Regions from separate parts of the Bactrocera dorsalis genome. Here region 1 is linked to region 2. A link is a contact called in public Hi-C data. All regions are on one chromosome and are shown on one strand. The core of a region is the stretch at or near the end of the contact, and the rest is flanking DNA. Distances in the headings are between cores, read along the strand shown. Region 1 overlaps LOC105226277. Region 2 overlaps LOC105226277.

Region 1 (3,440 bases), core at 143-2,642, 38 kb after region 2:
CAATAAAAAATTAAAAATTTAAATAATTAATTAATAAAAAATTAAAAATTTCATTAATTAAAAATAAAAAATTAAAAATTTAATTAATTAGAAATAAAAAATTAAAAATTTAATTAATTAAATATAAAAAAAATTAATTAATTAATTAATTAAAAATTTAAATTTAATTAATAAAAAATTAAAAATTTAATTAATTAAAAATTTAATTTTTCATCTAAAATTTTTGTTTTTAAAAAATTTATTAATTTTGATTTAAGATTTAACAATTAAATTTTCGATTCTAAATTTCGATTTTGAAATTAGAAATTAAATTTTCAATTTAAAAAATTTGGAATGAAAATTTAAAATTCGAAAAATAAAAAAATTAAAATTTGAAAAATTTTTTATTAAAAACTTGAAAAGTATTCAAAAATTACTTTCAAAATTAATCATATTGAGTTAAATTTTTTTTAAATTTTTTTATAAAAAATTTTTAATTAAAATTAAAATTTTCAATTTTTTATTCCAATTTTATTTAAAAAAAAAAAAAAAATTTCCTTCAAAAAATCACTTGCTTTTATTAGGAACGGCACTCAAGTTTATATAGCGCAACAAAAAACCACAAAAACAATTTCTTATCTCTGCACAGCAAAACAACGCCACACTAAACCAACCCAGCCGCGCCAAAAGTAACTGTATTTAAGGTATTTTTTTTTTTGCTGAAAACAGGGAAATATGATTTTGCACGCGATTTCTATTTAATTAAGGAGAAATATGACGAACTGCGCAAGAAAATGACAACAACAAAAAGTTGTATGAATATAAAAATAAGCAAAAGTAAACTAATTTGAGCAAACATTGTGCATGAGCGTAGAAGAAGAAGAGCGGGAAGAAGCACAAGCAGCAGAGGTGGGTGCAATACATTGAACTCGAGCAGACAGACGTTTTGCGCTTACGGCATTTGAGGTGTGAAGATATGGCAGCTGAGATGCACAACAGTTAGCCGTAAAGCAAACTGAACTAAAAGCTGGCGAAAAACGAGTGAAAAAAGAAAATAAAACCTAAACTGCTGACACCATTAATCCACTTGAGAGCACAAATTAAAGCAAAGCGCAGCTAAAGATGCACCAATGTTTCAATAATTCACGCCACCATAGCCGCAGCAGTTGCACAGTTACATTAACGGGCAACAAATACACATACATATATATGTATATATTATAGACATATGTACATATAAGCATACATATAGAGGCAAATCGCAAAGAATCCGCCAGCAATGGCAGCTTCCGTGGCAGTTGGAGTAAATGGTGGAGCCCGCAACGCCAGTGAATCAGTCTCTAGCAACCGTATAAAGCAGCACACACATACATTTGTATGTATGTATGTATGGAATACAGTTGTTGCACCGACTCGACTGCTGACTGACTGGCTGCCACACGAGCGCTGCGGTGCGGCGTGCAATTTTCGCTCAGCTGTGAGCAGGGTGCACTTCCAGGCGGATTTATGCATGTGTTTAGTATGCATGTGTGTGTGTGTGCGTTTGTTGTAGTTTGCATTTCTTGTGACGTTGAAGGCGAGCAAACGAGAGCTGACTTTATGTGCCTGATATGCCATGTATCTGCTCTGCAGCATCTATACTTCAATGCAACGCTGACTGTGTATCCGTTACTGCAATGTTGTTGTTGTTATTGTTGCGCTTTAACACTGCTTCTATAAACATTGTATGGTTGTTGTTGTTGTGCATATTGCTGTAAATGCTTGCAAATTTTCTATTTAATTTGACAGGAAGACAAGGGAGCGGCAACAGGCAGCCGGAGAGACAGCGCTGCGGGCGTTAGCAACAATAATAACAACAACAAATAGGAAAAAATAATGCTGGACTCGAAACGTCAGCACTAAACACTGTTAAATTTAAGATTTTAAACTTTCAAATTGTTTTAAATAAAAAAAATATGTATTTTTTTAATTAAAAAGTTTAATTAAAAATAATTAATGTTTATATTTACATTTTTTTTTTCATTAAAATTAATTAAAAAATTTATTTTTAAAAATATTTCTGTTTTATTTTTTACCTTATTTTCAATAAAAATATATATATTAAATTATTATTAATTTTTTTTTTGTTTTTTAATTAAAAAAATTTAATTTTTTTTTTTAGAAAAAATTAAAATAATTTAAAAACAAATTTTTTATTCTTTTAATTAAAAAACAATGTAAAAAAAATTAGTAATCATTTAAAATATATATTTTTTTACACATTTTTTCGGTTTTTTTATTTAATTTTAATTGTAAAAATAATTTTAAAAATATTTTGTAAATTTTTTAAATTTTTTTTTATTTTTTTACACTTTTTGAAATTGTGTTTTTAAATTGTTTCTAATTTTTTTTTACACTTTTTTTCGATTTTTTTATTTAATTTTATTTGTAAAAATAATTTTAAAAATATTTTGTAAATTTAAAATTTTTTTATATTTTTTACACTTTTTTATATCGTTTTTTAATTTTTTGTTTGATTTTTAATTTGCTTTTTATGATTAGACAGCACTAAAATGAAGCGCCGCTCGTGCGGCTATTAGCCACTTTCACATGCAGCCACATATACACAAATACACATACAAATGCACTTAAGGTATTTTTATGCGCACAAAAACAAAAACAAATACAAAAATATGCATTTTTCGCAAACGCTTGAAAACACTTTTAAAAATATTTTTTACAGATTTTCATTTAACGGTAATTTTTATGGCATTTGCTGCTTTAATGTCGCACTCGTAACTACCAGGCTTTCACTGATTGGCGACGAAGTTTTTAAACGCTTTTTTTTCAAATAAACAACTTTACACAAATTTACACTTTAAATATTTTTTAATTAATTTTTTTTTTGCACAAAACGCTCACAACTCATTTGCGAAACACTCAATTACAAAAAAAAAAATTAACACCAACAATTTTTGATTTTGTTTCTTTGCAAAATGACTACTTTAAGGTTAAAAAATACTTTTTCTTTTTGTTTTTGCAAAATAACTTTTTAAGATTAAAAAAAAAAAATAAATTTTTTTTCATAAAATAATTACTTTAAGATTTTCTTTAAATTCTTAACACTTCTTCTGCGCCGTAACTGTCTGTCGTCACGCCGCGCGCGCCTTTCGCTAAGGCCAGGGCTTCCACTCAAACCGTCGAAGACGCAAGCCACCGTCTCACCAAGCGTGCAAATAAAGTACTTCACCGCTTCGTAAAGATACTCGCGTCGCTAACAACAAACAACTACCAGTTTCGTCGCCGTTTTGGAAAACACTATTTTAGCGCTTCTGGCATTTGTGCCTCCATTCGTTTTGCTGCTGCGATTTTGCTACTTTGCCGGCAATCCAAACCGCTCGCTCAGCAGGCGCTCGCATTGAAGCATTCAGTTGTGCGCTGTTAGCAGAGAACGTATAATATACCTTCTCTATATTATACGT
Region 2 (3,719 bases), core at 143-2,642:
AAGCATTTTTGTTATTAATAATTTTTTTAATAGGTTTTTTAACATTTCTTTTTAATATTTCGGTAAATATTTTTTTAACATTTGCTTTTCAATTTTTGGTTTTACTTTAGTAAATATTTATTTTATTTAATATTATTTATTTAAATCTTTATTATGTATTATATTTTTCTTTTAATATTTACTTTTATTAAAATTTTTATATTTTTAATTATTTTTTAATATTTTTTAATATATTCTTTTATAACAATATTGTTCATTTCATATTTTTAAAATATTGTTTATAATATTGTATTTGGTTTGAAAATATTTCTTTTAACTTTTCAAATATATTTTTTTTATTTTTTTAAATATTTATTTTATTAAATTTTTTTTATTTTCTCTTAAAAAACTATTATTTTAAAATATTTGCATTTTTTGGATTTTGTGGTTTGGAAATATTTATTTTTTCTTTGTAAATATTTATGTAGGTATATTTTTTTTGTCTTTTTTACGTATCTTTTGTAAATAATTTGAATTTTTTTTAATATTTTCTAAATATATATATTTTTATTTTTTATAAATAATATAGTATACCCATTTTAAATTTGAGTTTTATAAATACCATTAGCTTATTAAAACAAAAAAAGAAACTTTAATAAAAAAAATATATTTTTTTAATTACTAGTCGTTTCAATCTTCATTTTTTTTATACATAAGTACTTTGTGGTCTTACCTTGCCCACCCCATGGGAACTTCAGCAAACGTTTTATGCTCGGATTTCGACGTACTGTGGGCGCGACTATCGGTTCGCCATCCATTTTATGTTAATGTGGTTACTTTTGGTATTGTTGTTGTTGGTTAGATTTTTACAAAAATTTGTTTAACACTTTTTTTTAATTTCAAGGCAAAATAGTTTTACATGTTAGTCGACTTTTTATTTTTTTTATATTTTTTTCAATAATATTTTTTGCAGCACTTATTCATACATATTTGCTTTGTAAAAATATATATATATTTTCCTCTTTGGTGATAAGATTTGGTTGTTTTTACAAAAACTGCAAGAATAAACGGTTATATTTACTAATGTTGGAGAAGTATTTCGAAACACAAATAACTTAAAGCACTGAAGGTTGTTCGTAAAACCGCGTCTCTGCTAAGTTCAAGTACGAAAAAGTGTTATCGGCACTTTTTAATTTTTTTATTTTTTTTTGTCATACTTTTGTTTTTACTTTAAAATTTTTTTAGTTCATATTTTTTGTATTCATCACATTTGTATGACTTGTGTATATGCAGGCATGTGTGTGTGTGTGCATTAGTTTTTTTGAGTCGTTGCCTCCAGTGAACAACTACATACCGCAATCTCCTTACGCCTTTGGGGCACATAACAACCGCCAAGGTCAGGGTTAATGTGCATGTGTAGTAGCGACAAACATTGCTGATAACTTGTATTTTTTTACACTCACTACCGCTAGTCAGATTTGCGCTTTAAAAAGTGAAGTAAACAAAAAAATACACTCTAAAATTGACTGCGCGCACAGGCAATGCGGCACCGAGGGCATCATTCAAGCAATATTTTTTTAGCGCCGTTTTGTTTACATTTAATGGCATGAAATTTAGAGAAGCGAAAAACGTTTTTCCCGAATTCTCACAAAGTATTCGTTAGTTGATTTCAGTGAGTACAAGTACGATTTTTATCGATAATTTTGATTTCAGTGAGCAGTTTACGATTTTTATCGATAATTTTGTGTATTATCGAAATTTTTATCGATTATTTTACTTTTATGGATTATTTAATTTGTATCATTTATTTGATTTTGTATTGTCGATTTTATTTATTATCGATAATTTCATTCATCATCGATAATTTTAAGCATAATCGAAACTTTTTTTATCATCGATAATTTTATTCATTATCAATAATTCAATTTTAATCGATAATTTTAATCATTATTCATAATTGATTTTTTTATCGATAATTTTATTACTAATAATTAAACTTGGTTTACAGTGAAATAGTCCCTAAGTTTACAACAGTTAACAGCTGGAGCGTGTTCATAGAGCGGCTCTCATCCGCATCTGCGGTGCCTTAAGAACAACCCCAATAATGCCACTAAATTCCCTTCTGTTGGTAGATGTTCGACGGCTACTATTAAACTTTTGTTAAAGAAACTAAGTATAAGAAGGACCCCAGCCAAAGACACATTGAAATTCTCCACTGTTTCAATTGCATTCTTTACAATCTAGCTCACTGTATCGCAAGACCTACTCCTGGCGGTTTTTTTTCAGTCTTCGGATGGTTCGAAGTTAAGAAGGAGAGTAGGTGGTGTAGTCTTTTGTGGGAAGCTCTTCAGCAACTCTAATTTCAGGCTATCAGGCCACTGCAGCATCCTTCTAGCGAGGGTTTCTGTCACCTAGATAACAGTAGATGAACTGCTCTTGCAGCTTCAGAGAGGTTTGTATTCACTACCACAGTCGAGCTGGTATTCTGGCTTTGAGCTCCCTGACTATGCGCTCAAAACTAAGTTAATTTTAGGAGTGCAAGACCTCGTAAGCAATAACTTTAAGCTTCTTCCCTATTAGACTTGTATGAATGAGTTTACTAGAGGGACCTCCTTTTCCCAATTTCATACGATTGCGTTCTGTTTTTGAATCTGGACTTCCAGTGAACTCAACAACAGTCAATGGCCAGATCTTTTGCGATAGCGAGATCTTTCCTGCCTAGAGTGAACCATAAGAACTACTGGTTCTTGGCAAAGGCAATCTCGCCTCAAACATTTTTTTATAGGTTCAAACGCGATGCGGCTAAATATTCTGCCGCCAAAGTTGTATAGAGGAAGTCGGGATGGAGTCATCTATTGCCTCACTGAATGCCGACTTTGCCGTATGGTGTTTCCACTGACAAAGTAATACTGTTCAAGGACCGATTTCAAAAAAGTATTTTTTGTATTTAGACCAGTGTAGAAGCCTGTGAAAATGGTAAATAGTGAAAGAAAATCACAGAGCAGGCTGAAATACATACATTAACGAAATGAAAGGAAAAATAATTAACGGGCGACCTGTGGTCGAAAAGAGGAGGCGGTTGAATTTTTAAGGTATAAGAAGGTTTATCACGATCCTATGAGTCCTATAGAAAAAAGTTGTACGGCAAAGTTGTAGGTAACGAACCATATAACCTCAAAACCTGGTCGAATTTATATAAATACGTATATGTATATATGTACGTACATATATACAATATGAAACCTAAATTTCTGGCTATTGATATTTTGCATGTATGTATGTAAGTAACATATTGTTATCTACAAATGAAATTATCTTGTTGCAATAAAGACAACATTTGACAATAAATTAAACTGAAAATATTGATTTTTTGGTTATGTACATATACATATATATGCTTGTAAAATATATAACCTTGATGGTGTAATCAAACAGACAAAGCTAATTAATGTTACGAGTACGGATTTTTCCATAAAACAATAATTTATGTGCGACTTTGATTAGGTTATTTTATGGAAAATTACACAAATATGGCATTTAAGTGAAAATATATAGTAAAAGCAACACAGGATGATATATTGCAAACATTTAAAAAAATAATAAAAATATATACAATAGGCAAATTATAAACGAAATTTGCTGAAACTATCGAAATGGCGCCATATGCCAAAATATTTTAAAAGCACAATTTGTAAACTGTCAACTTTGATGTGGTAACTACTTCGATGATATGCCAAAAT

What was found. Hi-C and Micro-C count contacts between places; a contact is called where the count stands out from the background.
Region 1: a contact with region 2 is called in a Hi-C map of whole body, with 2.6 times the contacts expected there. The contact joins two enhancer-like sites. A contact is called at or near these places in 2 of 2 Hi-C or Micro-C datasets (both in whole body).

Annotation. Positions count from the first base shown.
Region 1 is chr3:16,931,134-16,934,573 of ASM2337382v1, forward strand. The region is part of intron 14 of LOC105226277; the gene reads right to left. Among protein-coding and RNA genes, the nearest start is that of LOC105226277, 100 kb to the right of the region's middle. Within about 2 kb of position 1,393, the one cell type or tissue checked has open chromatin away from gene starts, as enhancers often do.
Region 2 is chr3:16,893,084-16,896,802 of ASM2337382v1, forward strand. The region is part of intron 14 of LOC105226277; the gene reads right to left. Among protein-coding and RNA genes, the nearest start is that of LOC105226277, 140 kb to the right of the region's middle. Within about 2 kb of position 1,393, the one cell type or tissue checked has open chromatin away from gene starts, as enhancers often do.